2 separate regions of the Ovis aries genome follow, and region 1 is linked to region 2. The links are chromatin contacts, called in public Hi-C maps. All regions are on one chromosome and are shown on one strand. The core of a region is the stretch at or near the end of the contact, and the rest is flanking DNA. Distances in the headings are between cores, read along the strand shown.

Region 1 (4,452 bases), core at 1,419-3,918, 78 kb before region 2:
AGGAAAGGTAGGCTTCCTGTTGTCCTTATTAGTAGATGCCATGGAAGAGGAGAGTTCAGCAGTGGAACCTCAAAAGGCCCAAGGAAGGGACCACCAGGATACCCAGAAGGAAAAGTACTCCTATATTCCCTTTCCTGGTAGGTGTTTTGGCTTTTTCCTGGGCAGCCCCAGTGTGGGCATTTTGCAGCTACGCCAGGGCAGTTCTTCCTCTGCATTTACTCAACAGTGTCCAGTTGATAGGGGCTTCCCAGGTGGCACTAGTGGTAAAGAACCTGCCTTCCAATGCAGATGACAAAAGAGACTCGGGTTCAATCCCTGGGTCAGGAATATCCCCTGGAGGAGAGCATGGCAACCCACTCCAGTGTTCTTGCCTGAAAAATCCTATGAACAGAGGAGCCTGGGGGGCTAAAATCAATGGGGTCACAGAATCGGACACGACTGAAGCAACTTAGCATGCATGTGTGTCCAGTTGATAAGACTGACGATGGACTTCCACTTAAGCCTGAAGTTTGGGCATAAAAACCAGTGTGCCGGTGAGGGTCACCAGGTGGCTGGCACAGTGAGGATGCAAGTCCTGTCCTGCTCCATGGGAAGCTGACACTAGAACCCAGTGCAGATCTCAATCTCTCATTCTTCTCATTGCCACGGTCATTACCACTGCTAATGGCAGCAATGGTAAGAGTGGTGTTATAGGTCAGAACAGCTAGGCAGTCAAGAACAAAACTGCAACAAGGACTTCCCTGACAATCCAGTGGTTAAGACTCCTCTGCAGGGGATGTGGGTTCGATCCCTGGTCTGGGAATTTCTACCTGCATTGCAGTATGGCCAAAAAAAGGTGAAACGTTGGACTTACCTGGTGGTTCAGTGGCTAAGACTCTGCACTCCCCATGTAGGGGGCCCAGGTTCAACCCCTGGTGGGGGAACAAGATTCCATGTGGCAACTAAAAGTTCACATGTTGCTACTAAAAGATCCCGCCTGATGCAACTAAGATCTGATACAGCCAAGTAAATAAATAAATAAAACATTTTTTAAGATGGCAACACATGTTTTCCCAAAAGAAATTAGATTATGCTTTCATTCAGCTGAACAGCTCAGAGCATCAAATAAATGAACCGATTAAATGTTTTCTTTAAAAAAAATCCTTAATAACTCATCCTATTAAATGACTATCATCTTAAGCATCCTCTCTGTGTCCATCACTCTCTTAGGCACTTTCCATGGAGACCGCATCTGATCTCCATGACGACTCTGCAGGCGGATCTACCCACTCTCATTGTAGAGGAAATAGCACTGAGAGCTTGGGTACCATGGGGCCAAGGGAAGTTAGGCAGCTCTTAAGAAGCTACTTAGAGGCCTTCCCAGTGGCTCAGCAGTAAAGAATCTGCCTGCAATGCAGGAGACTTACCGGAGATGCAGATTCAACCCCTAGGTAGGGAAGATCCCCTGGAGAAGGAAACGGCAACCCATCCCAGTATTCTTGCCTGGGAAGTCCCATGAACAGGGAAGCCTGGTGGGCTGCACTCCATGAGGTCACAAGAGTTGGACACAACTGAGCGACTGAACAACAACAAAGAAACTACTTATCAGGACTGCTCTGGTGGCCCAGTGGTTAAGACTCCGAACTTCCATGCAGGGGCTGCTGGTTCGGTCCCTGGTCTGGGAATTAAGATCCCACATGACACTTGGCCAAAAACTGAAATTCAAAAAGAAGCTACTTGTTACCACTCATGGTCAGAGTACCCTCAGAACTGCTCTCTGCATGCAAACCTAGAAGGGGACTGTGAAAACATGGAATAAAGAAATAACCCTCAGAGCAGCTTCCAATGTAGTAAGATCTCCTGAGGCTGAATCCAAGACCAACCAGACCAGAAAATCACCCACGAATGTTTCCAACTAGACCTGGGTTCAGTCAGTCTACCCGAGCACCTCCTGGGTGCCCTCGTATACTTCACTTCGTTCCCTATCCCCGAATAACCTTTGAGTTTAATTTCTCTGTGTTGCTTGTAATGAAACAGAGGTCCAGCCAATTAGGGAAGTTGCTCAAGATCCTGGGTCATCTGCAACAAAGCTGGGACTCTAATCTAGTCTGCTCACAGATAGAGGCCAGCTACTGAAATCCCTGATCAGGAAAGATCATAATTTTATTTTTTTTGAGATTTTTTTTCGAGTGTTTTCTTTATCTTTCGGGAAGCCCATGGGTACACACTGCATAGCAGCAAAGATTTAAGTATGGTTTTTGTCTTCTTTCCCTCTTTTTTTGTTCTCTTTCTACCTACTCCTCACCTTGTCTAAAAGGGACAGGGTTAGGACTTCCCTGGCAGTCCGGTGGTTAAGATTCCCCACTTTCAATGCAGGGACATGGGTTCAATCCCTGATGGGGGAACTTAGAACATGTATGCCTTGAGTGCGCGGCAAAAAAAAAAAAAAAAAAAAAAAAAAAAAACCAAAAAGGTTAAATAAGAAACTAAAAATAACAAGGAGAGGGTCTCTGTCTCTTTGCAGGGCTAGAGCTCCCTTACTGCTTGCTGTCTCCCAGGCACAAGGTCATCTGGCACCCACGTGATGGCTGCTATAATTATGAGCGCATTTGTGTGGCTCAGGGTGGAGAGAGAAGCGTGAGCTCACCGAGGGGCTGGGAAAGGAATGGCCTTGATCTGAGCTGCAGCCTGGTTCTAATTTTAGCAACGACGGAGCCCAGGACTTCCTGGACAGATCGCATTGCCCCGTGCTCTGCGCTCCTTGTGCTGGGCTGACACCAGACATGTGGAAAAGATTCGGATCACAAGAACCACCAAATCGGGTCACACCCATGGCTCATCCGGCCCAGCCGCTGTCTCAGAAAGTGGGGACGGGATGTCTCAGATGGCCAGAGCTTAGCCACCTCCTTGTAAAATCCCCTTACTTTATCAACAAGGACAGAGGTAAACAGCTATCCACAATGAACAGCCAGCACAGCAGGATCTCCAATCCCCAGTCTCCAGCATCCGTGCTTGTATGTTACCTGTCTTGTCACCCTCTCAAGGTTGGGGTTGCAGTCTGAGGTTTGTCTTTCCCTTTTGAAGAATGAGCCATGAGGCATATTTTTAAATAATTTTCCCTCCTAATGCTACATATCTTTAATAAGGTAAAGTTTACATACAGTGAAATGCCCATCTCTTGTGTATATGATGGGATGAATTTGAAAAACATATATGTCTCCCTGGAGACAAATAACACAACCAGGGGACTTCCCTGGTGGTCCAGTGGCTAAAACTCTGTGTTTGATCCCAGGTCAGAGAACTAGACCCCACAGGATGCAACCAAGACCCAGCGCAGCCAAATAAATAAAAACAAATATAAGTTTAAAAAGAAATAATCTATCAGCCCCCCAGAATTCCATCATGCCCCCTTTCCAATCAATTCATAAGTCCAGGGACTTCCCTGATGTCCCAGTGGTTAAGACTTCACCTTCCCGTGTTGGGGGTGAAGGTTTAATCTGTGGTTGGGGAGCTAAGAGCCCACATGCATCATGGCAAAAAAAAACAAAACATAAAACAGAAACAATATTGTGACAAATTCAATAAAGATTTCAAAAATTGTCCATATAGAAAAAAAAAATCTTAAAAAAAATATTCCCTGAGTCCTCAACAAAGGTGGGCTTCCCTGGTGGCTCAGATGGTAAAGAATCTGCCTGCAATGCCGGAGATCTGGGTTCAATCCCTGGGTTGGGAAGATCCCCTGGAGAAGGAAATGGCAATCCACTCCAGTATTCTTCCTTGGAGAATTCCATGGACAGAGGAGCCTGGCAGGCTACAGTCCATGGGGTCACAAAGAGTGGGACAAGACTGAGCAACTAACACTTTCACTTTCAACAAAGACAATTGCAGTTCTGATATCCACTGTCATAATTAGCTTTCTGGTTCTTCACTTTAAACAGAGGGCATCTTGGTGTCTGGGAGACAGAGAAGATGCTAACCAACCCTCAGCTTCTTGCAGGTCCTTCACTGGGTGGTTTCCATTGCATGGCTCTGATCCAAGCCTCTTCTTCTGGGGCTCAGCAGAAAAGACCCTTAACTCTTGAGTCTCCACCCCCTGAGGTCCCAGTGAGGAAAAGGAATTCAAACAAGGCCCTGTGATCCCTGTTATATAGTCAAGTGAGAAGTCATTCGTCTAGTTTCCAGCCACAAGAGAGGCTGGTCCCTCCTCTTTGCTCCCTCCTTCCCGACCTCCTGGAACAAAGTCTGCAAACCTTCTCGTTACTTAAGAATGAGTGTTCATCCCGCAATTAACCTGAATGTTTTTCTCATTAGAACACAAGCCCATTTCTTCATGCTCTCTCTCCCCAGGAAAGCTGTTGAACATTTGGTCAATAGAACAAGTAACTCAATGTGAAAGCTCCTTATATTTAATTTCATGATCTCACTGGGCAGAGATTTTCTACATCCACTCTGAAAATAATTTAGCATTGAAAT
Region 2 (4,930 bases), core at 387-2,886:
CCGAAGCGGCCCATGTTGAGCTGGCTCTGCACGTCGTGGGTGAGGATGGAGAGCCCCTTGGTGCGCGCGATGATGGTGTCCCGGCACTGCTCAAAGGACTCGGCGCCGGCGCAAGAGGAGGCGGGGCCCTCGAAGAGCACGGGCCGTGCCTCACTCGACAGCAGCAGCAGGTCGGCCACCAGCTGCATCTTGCCTTTGCAGTGGTCACAGACGGACACCAGCCTCTTCCGCGGCTGCGACGAGGCCCCGCCGACGGCGCTCGCTGGAGCCGGAGAAGCCGCCTCGATACTGGGCTTCCCAGCGCTGCCGCTAGCCATCGCGCCCGGGGGGCACTGGCATGCCGCTGGGGAGCCCGCTACCACCGCCGCTGCCGATGCCGCCGCCCCCGCGGCCGTCGCGACTCAGCTGGCCAAGGCCGCGGTGCCTTCCCCGCACCATCATGCCATCCACCGCCGCGGGCAGAGGGCACTGGGCTGCGGCGGCCGGAGCCCCGGCGGCGCGGAGCGGGCCCGGGGGCCACAGAACGCAAGAGGCTCTTCGGGTAGCGGTGAGGGGCTGCAGCTTTCGGCCTCTTGGAGGGCTTGCAGGAACCATGAACCGGGGCAGAGCAAACTCACAGACTGCGCTCCTCGTCGCCAGAGTGCCAGGAAAGTCCCTTCCGCTGGGCTGCTGCTGCCGCCGCCGCCTTCCTGGGCATGGCCCGGTCCGACTGCCGGGGCAGGGGGGGGCGGGAGAGGGAAGCTGGGAGTTGTCCTTCCTTCCTTTCTTTGAAATAAAAATCCTTTCCTCGGGGAGGAGCGCGGGCGGCGGCTCCGGCAGGCTCTGCTGTCAGCCACCTCGGGCTCGGCGGCGCACGTGGGCTTCAGGCGTCCAGACCCCGCCGGGCGGCACTTCCCCGCGACGGCGGCCGGGGCTGGCCCTCGGGGACGCACGGCCGCCCCGTGGGCATCTCCTGCCTCCCGCTCTCGGGAAGCGGCGGCAGCAGGGCCGAGGGTGTGGCCGGTGCTGGCGCGGCCGAGTCAGTCGGGCGGGAGCCTGCACTGATTGCGCACAGCGGCCGCCCCGCTCGCGCTCTCGCCCGCCCGCCACGCCCGGGCGTGCCGGGCGCCGCGGCGGCCCCTTCCCGCCTCGCCGGTTCACAGAGCGCGGCCTGGAGCCGAGGCGGCACGCCCTCCCGGACCGCGCGCCCCACGGCCCGCCGCAGGCTGTCGGCGCGAGTCCATCCCCGTCGCCTCCTCCCCGCCTCGGGCCCGCAGCGGCTGAGCTCTCCCGGGACCGCGGGCCCTGAGCATCGGACGCCGCCGTGCGCGTCTCCCTGGCGGCCCGGTCAACTCAGAAGGTCCCTGCGGCGCTGCAGAGACCCGCCCGGGCCCCGGCTCCTGCCATTTTTGTCAACCTCCAACTTCCGAGCGAACCGGGAGAAACTGAAAGGAAGGGCGGGGGCCGAAAGGCAGAGGGGAAAACACCCGCTTCCTCTCCCCGCGCGGCTTCACCTCGGGGCACGGCCGTGGGTGCACCGCCGTCCGCTCGCCCGCCGGGGCCGCTGGAAGCTTTTCCTCTTCCCGTCCGCGCCTCGCCCCCGGGCTCGCCACCGCCGCCTCGGCCGTAACCTCCCTGGAGCCTATAGAAATCTTTTGTGTGGCGTCACCGCCTTTCGTTTAAATCCCGCTTCCTCCTCTCGCCCTTCCTCCCGCCCCCTCCGCCGCTCCCGGATGCTTGCGCGATGCGCTGCTCCTCCCCCGGGAAGCTGGGTGGCTGCGGGAGGACGCCCCCGCCCAGCGCTGACTCCGCGGGCGCCGGGCCGGTGGTCCCCGGCTGAGATGCAGGGGAGCGGGCCGGAGGGAGGCCCGTCCGGGCCGGGGGCTCAGCGCCCACCCTTGGGAGACCCGGGCGCAGCCGCCGGTTGGGCTTACGTAAGCTCTAAGCCCGACCCGGGGGCTCCGCGCTTCCTCCCCGCCCAGGGAGCAAGTCTCAAAGGTGGCCTGTTTTCTGGACCGAAGGGAGGACTCTTGGCACCATCGCCGAGTGGTGTGCTGGGGTCCAGTCATCGCGTTTTGTGGGCTGTCGATCGGTCGGCCAGGCTCTCCTCCGCCCTTTGTTGTGTTTGCTCCTCTTCCAGGGTGCGATCCTGGAGGGACTGTGCGGGTGAGCAAAGAGCCCTGGAGATGGGAGTCTGGGAAGAGCAGAGCTGGCCGCTGGCGGCTTCCTCCCTTCAGCTCAATAGCCTTTATATAGTTAGAGCGTGAGCTTTGAACCAGATTTTTTTTTCCTGGGGTCAGTCTTCCCCAGCCATGTATGAGTTGTGTGACCTTATACAAGTTCTCTCTCCAAGTCTCCGTTTTCTCCTTTGGAAATTAGATACTGTGCACTGACTGCCTGAGTACTTGGCTCATAATGTAGCTCTGAGAATTATGAGCCTGTACTGGCACAGTCTGCCCTCCCATAACTTATGTGTCGTCAGCTGCATAATGAAAGAATAGTGACCAACAGTTAAATAAGAGAAGCAGCCTTCGGAGGTAAACACCCCCATTTTACAGACTAGGAAAGTGTTGGTCAGATGCCTCACGTGCCTTCCCAAGGTCAGGAAGATAGCAAATGCGATGGCAAGAAGCCAACCGCCGACCTCTTTCTCATTTGACCCAGCCCTTGCTCTTCAGGAAGTGCTAGAAGCATCCAGGCTTTCCTCATTCCCCAAACCCGCCAGGATTCCAGGGGTCCCCCCACTTCTTAGCCCTGAAATAGGCCATCTAGGTGCCCAGCACAGCACAAGCTGGGTGTTTTCAGCCAATGGAAATGTTTGTTCTTCTGCCCCTTTCTAGAACCTAGTGTCACCTTTTTCCAGCCAGTTGTCACTTGTAACTGGGATGGATGACCTTGCAATTTATTGTCCAAACAGAAGCAGTTTTGAGACTAACTGTGAGATGTGTTACTAATAAACTAACCAGTAACAACAGCAGAGAAGGCACCCCACTCTAGTACTCTTGCCTGGAAAATCCCATGGACAGAGGAGCCTGGAAGGCTGCAGTCCACGGGGTCGCGAAGAGTCAGACACCACTGAGCGACTTCCCTTTCACTTTTCACTTTCATACATTGGAGAAGGAAATGGCAACCCACTCCAGTGTTCTTGCCTGGAGAATCCCAGGGACGGGGGAGTCTGGTGGGCTGCTGTCTCTGGGGTCGCACAGAGTTGGACATGACTGAAGTGACTTAGCAGTAGCAGTAGCAGTAACAACAGAGACAAACTTGAATGGTCACCCTGCTTATAACTTAAAGGGTCCTTGTATTTCTTCTTCATTCTATTTATTTTGCAAACTGAGGCCTATAACACTGCTCATTTTCTAAACTAGCAGTGATTCTGTAGGGTTGATCCTTTTTATTTCTCTACCAGAGAAAAACAGTTGGATAAATCAAGGTCTTTGCAGGTAACCTAGGAATAGCACCCTGGTTTTAGTTAGTTCTGAAAACTTCTCAGAAAGTCAGACCATACCCTTCACATCCAGTTTTTTTTATTCATAAAACTCCTCTGAAGTCAGAGGATTTTTTTCCAAAGCCACTTGGTGCTGCCTAGGGTCCTACTTTGCTTCTACATGTGCACTCTCTTTGGTTGTCGTTGTTGGAATTTCTGAACCCCAACAATGATCTGTGACACATAAAACATCCCACTATACTCAGTGACATTTGGTTTAGCTCTTAAAATCAGATGAAATTGGTTTCTTGGCCCTCCTGGCTTCATTTATCAGATATGGCACCTCTTCCTAAACAAATCCTTCCCAGTACTGACCCTACCTTCCTCTGGGTCCCCTTTACTTTCTGCCATCTTTTATCTCTCTACAAACAAAGGGCACCTACCACATGCCAGGCCCCGTGGCAGGCACAGTTACAAAATAATGTGAGGGCTTGACCTCTTCTGAAGAGTAGAGTCCAAAAAGGGCAACAAGGAAAACAGGTCATCATGACTACACTATTCTTATAGTGAAAGCAGAATCAAAAAACTAGGGGGACTTCCCTGGTGGTCCAGGGGTTAAGACGCCCCACTGCCAATGCAGGAGGCATGGGTTCCATCCCAGGTTGGGGAACTAAGATCCCGCATGCCACATGGTGTGGTCAAAATAAACACATAGGGAGATTTAGAAAGAAACTAGAATAGAGTACTACTGTTCACCAAACAGTCCAGTTACATTCGATGGGACCATGTGATCAGTCCTGAGCCTTGAGATGTCAATGGTAGAGATGTGGGTTGTCTCAGATGGAGGCTGGGGAAAGCCAATCTAATTCTCCACTCTCTTCCCCTGCTGTCACTGATCAGTAAACTGTGTCCTAGATGGTGCAACTACCATAAGCTTTGGTGACCGTGGAGCAAACCCCCTCTACTAACTGTGTTGAACAGGTCACATGAGCAAAAAGGAAACTCACTGTGGAGCCACTGAGATCCAAGGGTTGTTTGTTGCTGTAGCATATTTTCATCTAACTTGATTAACAGAGGAAGGCTGTGACTGCCCCTGGATTCTCTGCAATAAGAGCATTTTCTTTAGAAAACTCCACCCATTATTTCTAATCCTCATTAAAAAATTTTATTGTTGTTTAGGGCTAAGTCCTGTCACACTCTGCGACCCCGTGGACTGTAGCCCACCAAGTTCCTCTGTCCATGGGATTTCCCAGGCAAGAATACTGGAGCAAGTTGCCATTTCATTCTCCAGGTGATCTTCCCGACCCAGGGATCGAACCCATGTCTCCTGCATTGGCAGGTGGATGGATTCCTTACCACTACACCACCAGGGAACGCCTTCTTTTAAAATTAAAATATGCCAAAACAATTAAAAAAAATTTTTTTTTAACAAGGGACTTCCCTGGTGGTCCAGTGCTTAAGACTCTGTGCTTCCATGTAGGGGGTGTGGGTTCAATCCCTGTCTGGAAAACTAAGATTTCACAT

What was found. Hi-C and Micro-C count contacts between places; a contact is called where the count stands out from the background.
Region 1: a contact with region 2 is called in a Hi-C map of muscle, with 3 times the contacts expected there. The contact joins the enhancer-like site here to the promoter of TLNRD1 in region 2. A contact is called at or near these places in 3 of 16 Hi-C or Micro-C datasets (muscle, omental adipose tissue and tail adipose tissue).

What each region holds. Positions count from the first base shown.
Region 1 is chr18:24,724,132-24,728,583 of ARS-UI_Ramb_v3.0, reverse strand. No RefSeq gene overlaps it. Among named protein-coding and RNA genes, the nearest start is that of CFAP161, 25 kb to the left of the region's middle. Within about 2 kb of position 2,668, at least 13 of the 54 cell types and tissues checked have an H3K27ac peak or open chromatin away from gene starts, as enhancers often do. A contact at or near this core is called in muscle and tail adipose tissue, where this site is marked.
Region 2 is chr18:24,644,663-24,649,592 of ARS-UI_Ramb_v3.0, reverse strand. TLNRD1 (talin rod domain containing 1) reads right to left here and starts at 1,636. Exons shown (of 1, transcript XM_027957134.2): 1 at 1-1,636. The coding sequence starts at 317.